Linked DNA regions of Gossypium arboreum: region 1 is linked to region 2. The links are chromatin contacts, called in public Hi-C maps. All regions are on one chromosome and are shown on one strand. The core of a region is the stretch at or near the end of the contact, and the rest is flanking DNA. Distances in the headings are between cores, read along the strand shown. Region 1 overlaps LOC108476745 (a long non-coding RNA gene). Region 2 holds the start of LOC108480026.

Region 1 (6,398 bases), core at 59-2,558, 71 kb before region 2:
TATAAACGAAATTTATTAAAAATAACCAACCAGTTAAAATTGAATCTTTTGTGTTGTTGAAATGTAACTTGATAACAATTTTAAACTAAAATTGTAAAAAAAATATTATAATTTATTCATTATGTTATAAAATAAAAAAGATGGAGAAAATAAAGAAAATATGAAAGCAATAGAGAATGTATCTATTTATAGGCATAAAAATATAAAAGAAGTAGAGATCTAATTTAATAACTATTAAAATTTGAAGTACATTAAAATTTTATATTGATCATGATGGACATCCACTTAATAAAATATTCATAACACATATTGTTATGTACTATAATAAAAAAATTGGTACGTATAATTGAATAAAAAAAAACCTTATATAAAAAGAATCATACAATTAAAGCATTTAGTAAAACCAGCCGACAGAGTTTGGAAGGTAAAGCGTGTTGTTGTTGTTTTTCAGATAAAGAAGGCGTGGTGTTGAGAAGCAAAGGCATGTGGTGTGAGGAAAGGCAGTAACATTGGTCTCACTCCCTTATCCAAAACACTCACACCATCACTGCTCACTGCACTCAACCATCTTCATTTTATTTTAGATACCGGTTAGTAACCAAATATTATACTACTTGTTATTTTATTTATCTTTATATTTTATGATATATTTGATGCTAACAACTAACAAGACCTACACATTTGAAACCTCGAAATTTCCCTCACATTCAGCACCAGATTACAAAGAGACAGCTATTTACTATTTTTCTTTTATCCCCTTTGTGGTTGTCATGTCTTATGGGCCAGCATATTCTTTTACTACTGTTTTTATTTCTTTTCCTTTATTGTTTCTTTATTTTCTTTTCCTCTCTAATTCCTCTCTTACGAAAAGCATTAGAAATTAATCAAATCACATGTTGATGTTGGGTATCTATAACAGTAGACATGAAGTGAATGTGGTGGTGGTGGTTTTGATGAAGGTCAATTTACCCATATAGAGTGGAGAGTCGGGGGATGCTGAGGGCAATAAGATGGTTATTTATGCTTGAGAGTCGATCTCTTATTTATTGTGTGAAGGGGTATATCCAAAAGAAATTTCATGTTTGGTGGTACTAACGTGATGAATTTACTATCATGTTATCATTGTGAAATGCATAGGAAAGATATCTCTAAGGGGATATATTTTGTAATTTTTTCTGAACCGTGGTGTAAAGTAGTTAGGCCCACGTAGAGTTTGGTGACTTAAAAAGTCACATTCTAAACAGAAGAGTGGGTGTCCTATTGGGGAGAGGCTTCCGTCAAGAACAGATGGCTTGATGGTGGATGAAGACCTTCTGAGAGTTGTCCATGGGTCAGGTCAAGACCTAACAAAATTCTAGGCCCGATTGATAGGCCAGGGCCTAGCCCGAAAAATGGGCATAAATTTTTTCTCAAGCTCAACTCGGATAAAAATGCTAAAACTTAAACTCAAATTTACTTTGTATTGAAATTTTATTTAATTTTTTATATAAAAATTTAAAAATATAATACATAAAAATACTAAAAATATTAAAATATTTGTTTCTTAACAAATTGAAAATAAATTAAATAATTATACTTAAATAACACTAACATATGTGCAACTTAACAAACAAATGCCTTTAAACTAGTAGCAAAATTAACAATAAAATAAGTATAATATCTAAATAATAACAATAAAATGTATTTTTGTAGGGAAACAAAACAGTGAGAAAATAGTAGGAAAACCACAATAAAACAATAGCTTTTTTTTTGCAAATTCAGGTTGGGCTCAGGCCAAAAAAACCTTACCCGAGGCATAGCCCATTTTCTAATTGGGCCTTATTTTGTGCCCAAGCCCATTTTTGGGGCTTATATTTTTGTCCAAACCCTCCCACTTTTCGAGCGAGCCAGATGGTTCTGCCCAATGACAAGTCTAGGAGCGGATGGCCAACTTGCAAGGATGATTGATCCTCCCATCTTCTCTGCACTACATGAGAACAGACTTTTAGCGGCGTTTTTTGACTTTTAAAGCGCCACTAAAACTATTAGCGGCGTTTTCACAAGCGCCATTACAGAAGACGCCACAAAATTTTGCGGCATTTATTTAAAAAAACGCCGCTAAAGACCATGACCTTTAACGGTACTTTTTTTACAAATGACACTAAAAACCATGACCTTTAGCGACACTTTTTTTACAAACGCCGCTACAAAACAAACCTTTAGTGGCGCTTTTCCCACAAACGCCACTAAAGAACATAACCTTTAAAAAAATATATTTTTATTAAATAATATTTATTTTCTATATTATATTTTATTTTTGAAACTTTAAACTATATACTTTTAAGGATAAATAAAAAATATTAATTAAATTAAATTTTCTATTAAAATTTTAACTTTAAAACTAAATATAAAAATTGATGAGTTTAAATTTAAAATTTAAATATTATGTTTAAATAAATGGGCAATCTACCAACAACAGAGAGATAATACAATTTATGAAAATTTATGTCGATGAGAATTTTTAGATAAATTTTAAGCACATTTACATTTATGGAAAGAAAGAAAAACAAAAAGCTCATACCAAATTCAAAGTAACAAAAATGGAAGAAAATGCCAAAGAACCAAAGGGAATGTCTTCCAATTCAAAGAGACAGCACTCGGATGATTCTGGTCCTGGTGAAAATTGGGGCTTCTTCAGCTTTGCCAAGAAGATTACATATGTCTGCTCCAAAAAAGACAGAGCGATGTTAGATACATAAACATCTTACATAAATGTACATGAGATACAGAAGTAAATTAAGGATGCTTATTCTAACTTGTCCAATAAGGGGAATATCCAGTTGTGCAAAAGGGGAAATGACTTCCACTTCAACACCTGCCTCTTCCTATGTTTCCCTTATTGCCCCTTCAGCAGCAGACTCCCCATCATGAGCACTTCCTTTTGGCGTGTCCACATAACTACCTTGACTTATTCCAGATTGGAGATTGAATCTCTCAATCCAACCCCCTGCTGTCCCTAGAACCGCAAAATTACCACAAGCGCTGATGGCACAGGCCTGCAACCAGATAGAACAAACCATCAGTCACAATTCGTATAGTTCATGAAATACTAGTTTCTAGCAGGGTTTCTCATCTTTGAATAGTTTAATATCAGAAGTATTTGCTGCTTAATGTTTTAAATGAAGATGAATACATCAGCCATCTTGTCTATATTCTATAAATAGTCAAATTCAGAAAAAGCACTGAATGTATTCACTACATTTTGGTGCAGGAAAAAAGATATTAATACATAAAACTCGTGGAACTAAAATACAAAATAGTAGGAATTTGATAGAGCATAACCTTCACAGGCGTTGGATTTTCAGGACATGGTCTCAGGATATGCTCACCAATCACAAAACTTTGAAGTAGCCACACATATGCCTGTTCAGAATCCATATGGCATGTAACCACATTGCACCAATCTCGTTCCCTGATTTCATCTTTTTTATTGAAAGAGAGAGCCAAACTTAGATCACTTTGACATAACAAAAGAACATACCACCATGCAAAATCAGACAGTTTGCAAATTTTCATTTAAGTTTAATCGATAAAAGAGCATATAGCAGAAGATCATACTACATTGCACCAATCTCGTTCCTTGGTTTCAGCTTTTTTATTGAAAGAGAGAGCCAAACTTAGATCACTTTGACATAACAAAAGAACATACCACCATGCAAAATCAGACAGTTTGCAAATTTTCATTTAAGTTTAAACGATAAAAGAGCATATAGCAGAAGATCATACCACAATCAAATGCGATAATAGGCTCTAATTTCAGTTCCTCCTCCTGAAATTGAAAATAAGAAACTAAGTTGAACAAACAACTCTGTCTGCTGCAAAAGATACTTCAACCGCTCCTTTCCCTTATTATCCTGTCGTTCAACCAAACATTAGCAAACCATAAATTACACTTAAGATGAACAGAATAAAAACTTTTACCTAGAATACTCAGCGTCACTGGCAGCATTTTGAATATCCAGTATTCCCTGAATCTTCTGCTTTTTTAGTTTCTGCATTTCTTTGAGCCTGTCCTTCTCTCGCTTACTAATTTCTGGATCAGCCCCATTAGACTCATCCTAAACAACAAACAATAAAGTGCAAATTAAACTTTCCAGCAACTTACTAAAACCCATGTAATAGAATTTATTATTAAAACACTATTATGTCAATTTTCCAGCAACTTTATTACTAAAGAATCAATTACAAATCGGAGAATAGAATATAATCTTCTTTATTATGCACATTGACCAAATAATTTTGAGGAATTGAGAAAGATAACAGATAATTACTACTATTATAAAAAAGATGTACAAACTCAATGTACTTTTTTCCTATTTTTTGTGCTGCGACTGTCATACAAGGATATTTTTACAGTCAAATATTTCATACAAACAATTGACTTAAAGAGAAAACAAAAGTATGGAACGATGAAAACTACTAGTCATACCTGCACTCTAGTCCAATTTTAAAAAAAATTAAAGAAAACAAATATAACCACATATGGAGACAGGAACACCACAATTTAAAAGGGATTAGATTAGACCATGGACACAGTGGGATTTAGCTTTAATATACGTGAGTTCATGCGTGCATGTGCATGTATACATTATGTAACTGTGTGGTGAAGCTGGCATTTGAAAATGAAATCATCCACAATTCTTTTTCTTCTCCATCTTAAAGCTAGTTTTTGAGCATATACCCCACAGCTTCTCTGTAAAGAATCCCATTGCATAATTACTGAGATAAACTGATTTATCTTCTACACTTTCTACTGTATAGTTGTTATTTATTCAACTTCCCATGATAGGTGAGGATTTAAACATCTATTCACAGGCCATTTATTTTAAATTCCTGAACTTACCCTCTAAAATATAAGTTTTGAAAAATATAAACTACACAGACATGAGACATACACATAGGTAACAACAATGCCATGTAATAGAAATGATAAGGCAACCCAAATTTTCATACAGAAGCTTCTACCAGGGACGATATTAAAGCAAGAAAGAAATCAACCAGACTTGTTACACTGAAGATTCACAAAAGAACTGCAGCTTAAAGGATTCTCTTGAACCCACCATTAAATCACCTTTTGCATGGATACAGAGTTACAGATGGGGAACTATCCCACAAACAAAAATGCAAGAATCACTCATACGAGATCTTAAAAGAAGTATATGATGAAGAACATAATAAATTGTCAAAACTATCTAAGAGCCATTTCTTTGAAAAAACAAGCTAACTACAAGATCAACATTGGGCTTGACTCCTGTCTATTACTTTTTGGATCAGCAACCAGTACAGCCCACAAAAATAGATGACTGCATTAATTATTGTTAGATCAAAAAGCAAAAGAGAGGACAGCAAAACAAATAATTGATCTTTATAAACTAGAAAACATAACGGTTTTTATTCCAAACATGAGCTAAAATCATAATTCTTCTGCTTAAGACTACCTAGATGCATTTGAAAGTTGATCTTGGCCTTAGTTTGTATATTAGGTGTTTAAGACTACAGAAAGCATAGTTATGCAAACTGAATGAAAAATTATACAATGACACACAAGATCGTTACATAGCTTTTAAGTGGAAGAAAATTTTACCTGCTTTTCATTTACAAAGACGCTCACAAACTCACCAATTTTGCCAGCTCTTCGCAGCTTTCTCATTCACAAAACTTAAGTTTTACCAAAAGCGCCGACTTAACTACCCTTGAAATAACCAGTTATTGTACTCATCTAATCCTCATAACTTAAGTTTTTTTTTCATATGGGTATTATCTGGAACCGGTGTTCATGACCATCCATTCATGGAAACCTACACTGGTCATAACACATAAGGTTTACATCACCAGTCAGCTTCAAAGACGACACCATAATTCATATTACTAATTCGTGAGAACTTCAATTAAAACAAAATAACTTTCAGATTACAATAGTCAACAATATTAGACAGTATTTTCAACAATAGGCAGCCAAATAATCTAAATACAAATTATTAAAAGAAATTAGAAAGAAATAGTAACATTAGTTTAACTAAAAAAAAGAAGTACCAGATTGCCAGTCTCCGGAAGTGAAAGCCATTGAGAGAACAAGCGATCGACAAGTAGAGGAGTGGTTTTTAGTGCAAATGGGGACACTTCAGGAAGCTGCAAAAGCTCAGGGTTCAAACAAGTAACGTCTTCCACTGTATCGATTTCCATTTTTAAAGACAACGACATCTCGCCTATCTTATCAACCACGCTAAACAATTCCACCACTCCAAACCCCCTAACTTTTTCAGTTCTTCAAATACAAAAGTCAATAGAAACCAACGCCACTTCGCTTTCAAGAATTTTCCAACTTTAAAATTAAAAAAAAAAATCGTTCCCAAAATAAT
Region 2 (7,052 bases), core at 1,495-3,994:
TGTATATAGATTCTTATTGTATACTAAGTTTTTGATTATTTTCGATGATTAAAGAAGTTGTTATTTAGCTAAAGTAACAGGAGAAGGTATCAGTGCTAAATAAAAAGAACCGGTAGAGTAGATAAAGCTCTGAGTAAAGTATTTTGGTGAGTTCCTCTGTACTTTGTGTTCGGTATCTGTGTTAGTTTGCTTACCTTTAAACTTCATATAGCCAAGTATGTGGCTTAGTTATTTGTTTAATTATTTTTGAAGTTCATGTTTGAGGAGTTTCATTCAAAGAGTCAGTGCATGTATGGTTAAACACAGTTAAACAGGCCTAGAAAACCTGGTATATATATAGTATGAGTACTCCTTCCTTGGTGCATAAGCTTCGTATCCAATTAGGTGTGAGGAGGTACAGGAGGGATGTTGTACAAGAAAATGCATTTTGCCTCCGGTATGGCACTTAGATATAAGCCGTGATTGGTGAAAACCCAACCTTGTAGGAGAACACTTATGTGTTTATACAAGGAAAAGAGTTAGGAGGATATAGAAGTGCTGTTATTATATGGCTCAGACGAGCAGATTTGAAGATATAGGAAAATTTTTGTTCTTCGAGAACTAAGATCAGAAGCTAGCATAAGGAAGGGCTGCATAGAAAAAGGGTGCATATGGTATTGCATGTTGCATGAAAGCATGAACAGTAAGTCTATCTATCAAAAATGGTAGTCCACACAAGTGGCGTGTTCGCGGAGCAGATGTGCCCATGATTGTCATATATGAGTATAGAAACCGGTGTTGTTCGCCAATAGGCTGAGTTGATTTGCGGTATCATCTGTAGGCCAGGGTAATGTATCCGCCAAATAGGGAGAACTAGTCAAGTTCTTTTGTTTTTAATGTCTGATAGTAATTAAGGTGAGATCGTTCTTCTTAGGAACTCACTAAGTTCTTACAAACTTACCCAATTTCTTCTTATTTTTAGGTTCTTAGGTTAAACGAGATGATCGAATGGATACAACCAGATTTGTGACGATTTGCGAGCCTTCTTAATTTCAGGAGTAACATGTATTTGTTGGGAGTGTTAAGCCAATTGTTAGAAATTGCCAATTTAAAATTTTAATCTTTATTAAACGATATTTTGAAGACATTGAATATTGAATGGAAGCTTTGATGACCTAATGCTATTTTGACTTATTAATGTTAATTAAGTGGCCACCAAAGGTTTATTTTGTGCATCATTAATGCAACGAGTTTTTATTTAAATGACGCTTTCAATAAAAATGGTCTTGAACTAAGGGAATACCACTTTGATTAAAGGGGTACCCACCATAAAGATAATGTTCTTTTCTTTAAAGAAAAGTAAATAGGTGTGTTTTTCTAATCGGGTCAATTGACTCAGTCGACTGTTATTCTCTTAGTCAGTTGCAAAGAAAGTATAGGTTCTTGTTAATGCTAATTAGTATTTGCAGCTACTAACTTTGCTGTATAAATACATAGCTCGTCTCATCTTGAGATATTAAAGCTGAATCAATAAAACAAGTAAACTACTTTTTGTATTCAGATTTTAGTTCATTCTTCTTTAGTTTAGTTTTTGTATTCTGGTTTTAATTCCTTCTTCTCTAGTTTAGTTTTCTTTCTGCAGGTTTGGTAAATTGTTTGATAATATATTGGGCTTATATGTTCAAGAAAAATATTAGGCTTTATTGGAATTTTTAATTAATTTTTTTTGAATTTTTGATGTTTAATGGAATAAACTGAAATCGAACTAAATTGTTGTGGTTTGATGATATCATCTATTTGAAACTAAACAAACTATAAAAAAAAACTTAAATCGAGTCAAACTGAATTTCTGATTCAACTTAATTTCTCTATTTGATTGGGTTTTTGGCTCAGCCCTAGCATGTGCTCAAATTAAGAGCACTAAACCACAAGCATCTTTTGTAAATCAAGTTTTAACTCTCTTTCAATTACTAATTCATTAACATTCGGATCTTCCAATCGCATAAATAATCTAACTCGTTATAGGTTGCAAGTAATATAAAAATATAATTTTTAATAATTTAAAAATAAAAAATTTAAAATTTAAAACTTAAAATAAAAATATAATTTTAGAAAATTCCTAATAACTTTTAAAAACTGCAAAAGAAAATATATATTTTGTTAAAATTATGAAAATTTAAAATATAAAAATTGAAATGAAAGTTAGTCAACATTGGTCAATGCCTAGTCAACACAAGTCAAAGTAAAATGAATATTTTAAAATTTTAAATATTCTTTTCCTATTTTTTATTTTGATTTAAAAATATTTTTTTAATTTTAATAAACATGAATGCCATGAGACACATTTTAATTGACTAAGGTGTCAGGTGCCATGTTTTGATTGACACAATATGTCAAATGGTTTTGGTAAACTGCGGTAAAGGTCATCCACTTATGTTTTTTTTAGTTACTCAACTATGAAAAATTACAAAATAATCACTTAACTATTAATAATTTTTCTTTTTTGGTCACCCCAACATGAAAAATTACAAAATAGTCACTTAACTATTCTATTTTTCCTTTTTGGTCTCCAACTTGCTAACATAAAAATGAAAACACTCAAACATCCAAGATAGTTAGGTGACTAAAAAGATAAAATTAAATAATTGAGTGACGATTTTATAACTTTTCATAATTAAATGACAAAAAAAATGACAAGTGCAATTTACCCATCAGTTTTTAACACGGTTACAAAATGATTGAACTGAATAACTAGAAAAGTTCGAGAAAAAAGAGAGTTTTAGGTAGGAAAATGAGAAAACATGTATAGTTTGGGGGCCAAAGTAAGCATTAAAATATTTTAACCGTCGGGTGGAAGTCGGGGCAGGAAAAAATTGGCCTGTACCAAACGTCGACATTCGTAGCTTCTATTTTAAGGAAGACCTCGAAACAGAAGCAAAAGAATGGTGATGGGTAGAGTTAGAAATTGGTGGAGCCATTCCAAAACTGTAGCTGTTATATGGTTCTCTTCTCTTGCTTTGTTCTTCTTTCTCTTCCAATTGGCTCTCCGAAATTCCACTTCTCTTTCTTCCCTTCCTTCTTCAGGTACTCTTTCTTCTTCTATCAAATTTTCTTGGTAATTAAGGTTGAAAATATGATGAATTTTAAGATCTAATCGCATTTTAGCTTTAAAATAACAAACGAGAAGTTTAGTTGTTTATCATGATGTCCTAATTTTTCATATGAACTTTAAAATTGTCCTGGGTTTATGTTTTTTGTTGCTGGGATTTGATGAAACTTCGCCTTTTCTTGCTAGGATTCCGGATTTTGAGTGTAAATGTTGTGTGTGTGTGTGTTTATTGATTTACAGTCTTCCCGTTTACTTAATATTGCTTTTATGATATGTATTTAAAGGTTGAACTCTTTTGGATGACTGTTTGAGCTACCTGACACCACTTAATTTTGATGGTTTTAGGTTTGAGATCCGTAGAACATAATGTTGCCATTTGTGAATTCGTGGTGTTAGTTCATCATGCTTGCCTTATTATTAAAAATTCTCATTTTGTAATATTCTTTTATCAAATTATTGATAAAAAATTAAATTGATAGCCCTTTTTTTTTTTTTCTTTTCTTCTTTTTAAATCGGAGCTTTGCACAAATTCAGGCAAGCTTTGCATACTTGGACTTCTTTTTAAATCGGAGCTTTGCACAAATTCAGGCAAGCTTTGCATACTTGGACTTTAGTGTGTTAACTTTGTTAGGGATATTTTTATCAGAGTCTGCTATGGCAAATAGCAATCGAAGATCAACATTGTATGATAAAATGGAAAGGGATTTGGACCAGCATGGAGCAGCTTTTCTTAAACATGGTGAAACTTCTCAATCGCTGTCACTTTCAGATCTCTTTACTTTGAAAGATGGATTTGTAACACCTGTACTTAAGGTAATATATGAGTCAACCGAGCTATAATCAATCCTTCTGTACAAGCGGTTAATAATGGCTTTCCTTCTCATTTCAGGCAGCACATCCTCCTGTACGGGCCAACGTCTTGTATATGAGCACAGAATACTCAGTGCCCATCTCGTAAAATTTTGTTTTCATTGGAATGTTTTTTTCCATTTGTTGTTTTTATTAAATTTTTGACCTACTTGTTTCTTATCAGAATATTGACCCCAGAAGTAAAATGCCTGCACTAATAACTTTGATCTGATCTTAGTTAAGTGTGATTTCCCATCATGCTGTTTTAGCAAAATTTTTAAGAGTTGAAGCTGGCTTTATAATCTATAGGACTTCGAGATAATTAAAGGGGACTTCTATTTAATATTTCCATGTTATGCTAAGCCCTTTTTGTGGGTTGAGGGAGGGGTTAGCCCTTACATTATACTCTGATGCATGCTTTGTTTGTCACAGGAAGGCTGTAAAGCAAGTATTTGATCCATACTTTGACAAAGGTAATCTGTTGTAAAGAAGTATATTTTTGTGTTGCTGTTTCTTCCACATTTTTCTGTTATCTATTTAACTGATTTGATACTTCTTTTAATAACGAGAGTAGTTTAGATAAGTTATCATTTATTCCTTTAGTTAATTGATAACTTTTGCTTTTTCTGCATTTATTCTCATGTGTTCGCTTGCTTATATATTTTGGTTAGCGATCTGGTTTCAGAACTCAAGCTTGTACCATTTCAGTATGTTCCACGCATCGCATCATATTGCACCTGTTCCCGCCTCTGAAATTGAGGTAACTTGCCTGTTATAGCTATTTTGGTACCTCTTTTTTCTGCTTGTTAGATGTTGGGTTCGATTTTTGAAGCCTCTTTTCTTTTGTCAGATTGAAGCTGAAGCAGCTGCTGCTAAAGCTGTTGCAGAGGGGCTATGCCCTTTACAAATCGTCTTAGACAGGGTAGTTTTAACTTCGACTGGTGTGCTTCTTGGCTGCTGGCAGGTTAGTCCTTCACTTGTAGTCTCCTGTTTCCTAAATGAGCTGTCGAAAAAGGGAAGAAAGGATTTTTATTCTTTTTAGTGCCAGATAACATTTTTATTTTTCTGTAGGTAATTTCTGGAACGGATCCCGTAAGCATTCGTGCTAAATTGAGAACAGCACTTGCACGAGCACCAGAGAAGCAACTTGTAAGATCCTTATGAAAAACTTAATTTTGACTAAACTAGTAATATTCAAATGGCAACATCGTGTCTTTCAAAAATAAAGAAGAAAGAAAGAAATGGCAACATTGCTAATATAAGGGCTATACTTTTTTATGGTAATATCTTGGCCTGTTAATTCTTATTTGATGGTTTTGGCATCATTTTTAGGATCTCTGTCTTGTTTGACAATAATAAGTATTTATGTGACTGTAAAGGAAATGTTTTTTATTTTAAAATGGAACGTTTTTGCTTACTTTTGCAGTATGATGAGGCTATTCTTCACACGTCTTTTGCAAGGCTTCTGAGTCACCCTAAAGCTTCACTCATGGTATTATTTTTAAGTTCTATCCAGTTACAGTAGTTTCCTTTTTATTCTTAATTTTTATGAAGTTACATGTATAGAAGTACATTAAGAGTAGTTACAATTAATGCCAATTATTACATCCATATAAGAAATTAACCAATGGACCAGCAAATAATTGGATAAATCCAACATAATGTTGGACTAAACCCACACATTGTGAGATGAATTTTCAATCACAAATTCATCTTCTTTGTTTCATCCCTTTCAATGTTCTTTTGAGTTCCCTAGGTCAACATGTATCCTTTTTATATTGCCATGATGTTTGAACCATGAAATACTAGATAGTAGTTGCTGTTGTAATTTGAGAGAAGCCCATTTGCTGACTCAAGCATTGTAAGGTTTCCCTTGACTCTTGTACGAGTAAACTGCGACTTTTTGGCACTATGGCAAAAGTATGGCTGGCAAAGCTTGTTATATTAGTTTCCTTGTTTAGATCTAATGGTGAATTGAAGTTACAAGAGTTATGTGATTGGTTCAAGCTCATATTCTTACATATATGTATACAATGCATGTCTTATGCAGGACACTGATAGTACTTCAAATCCAATCAAACTTTTCCATAAGCTAGTCTCTCAACTAAACAATGAAATCCGTGGATTTAAGGCAAGTTGTTATACTTTGTATCATTACTTGGCATGCATTTTCACTGTCTGAATAGCTTCCTATGCGTGATCCTCATGTTTTGATTGGTCACTTTATTTTTAATCCGCCCATGCATGAAATCTCACATGTGCATGATCCCCATTTTTTGATTATTTACTTATTTTTAATCGGCCACCCCCTTCTCCTCTCTTTTAAATTTCTTGAAAATCATAATTTAACTCCAAGTCTTTTATTTTTATTTATTTCTATTCTTGGCCCCCGTAACATTTTTATAAGTTCTAAGTTGAAGCTTTTCAACTTTCCACTTAATTCTTGTGTGTTTTGTTATCCATAAAGAAGAAAAAAAAGAAAAGAGTATTATCAGTATTTCCTTGTATAAATGTTTTTTTTTCACTTTTCATAGAATTGTTTTTTCCTAAAATATCATACTTGATTTCTCTCATAACTTTTACAAAATTCGGTTTGTTTTCATGGTTTGCTTATTACTTTTGAATATTTTCTTATTAGTTATAACTTTCACAATGAGGAAATTGAAGCCAGATTCCTCTGTTGACAAAATCATATGCTAGCAATGGTGCCAAGCACTCCAACGCACCGATATATGTACTTTTTTTTATTGAACCTTAACTTTTATTTTTTCCTTTTTTTTTGACTTTCCTGCAAGACTGTTTCTTTTATTTTGTATATTATTTTCAACTAACATAAATAACTAAAATCTGAACTACAAAAAGGAAAAGAAAGAACTCAACTTCAAATCTTGTCTTTGGCCCTATTGACAATTCATGCAACAATAGCATGATATTCTCACCTGAAAGTGATAAGATACAGTTTTGTTTTAGAAAAGGAATTTGCTGGTTGGGTGTGGTATTCTGGAACTGAAATTGAATCAAATACAGTTGATAACTAATCTACCCAAGTCAAAATCGGTTTGGATTGTTTCATTTTTTTTAAATTAAAAAAAGTTATATTTTTTATATAATGCTT

Evidence for each region. Hi-C and Micro-C count contacts between places; a contact is called where the count stands out from the background.
Region 1: a Hi-C map of leaf shows a contact between it and region 2, with 3 times the contacts expected there. The contact joins the enhancer-like site here to the promoter of LOC108480026 in region 2. A contact is called at or near these places in 2 of 5 Hi-C or Micro-C datasets (both in leaf).

What each region holds. Positions count from the first base shown.
Region 1 is chr12:107,970,826-107,977,223 of ASM2569848v2, reverse strand. LOC108476745 (a long non-coding RNA gene) reads right to left here. Exons shown (of 9, transcript XR_008276294.1): 2 at 6,073-6,168; 3 at 5,624-5,842; 4 at 3,961-4,097; 5 at 3,766-3,893; 6 at 3,598-3,664; 7 at 3,322-3,461; 8 at 2,796-3,035; 9 at 2,402-2,701. Among protein-coding and RNA genes, the nearest start is that of LOC108476745, 3.8 kb to the right of the region's middle. Within about 2 kb of position 1,308, at least 1 of the 2 cell types and tissues checked has an H3K27ac peak or open chromatin away from gene starts, as enhancers often do. A contact at or near this core is called in leaf, where this site is marked.
Region 2 is chr12:107,900,320-107,907,371 of ASM2569848v2, reverse strand. It overlaps LOC108480026, which reads left to right and starts at 2,744. Exons shown (of 10, transcript XM_017782925.2): 1 at 2,744-3,063; 2 at 3,735-3,901; 3 at 3,978-4,042; 4 at 4,370-4,410; 5 at 4,609-4,697; 6 at 4,788-4,901; 7 at 5,009-5,086; 8 at 5,364-5,429; 9 at 5,988-6,068. The coding sequence starts at 2,922.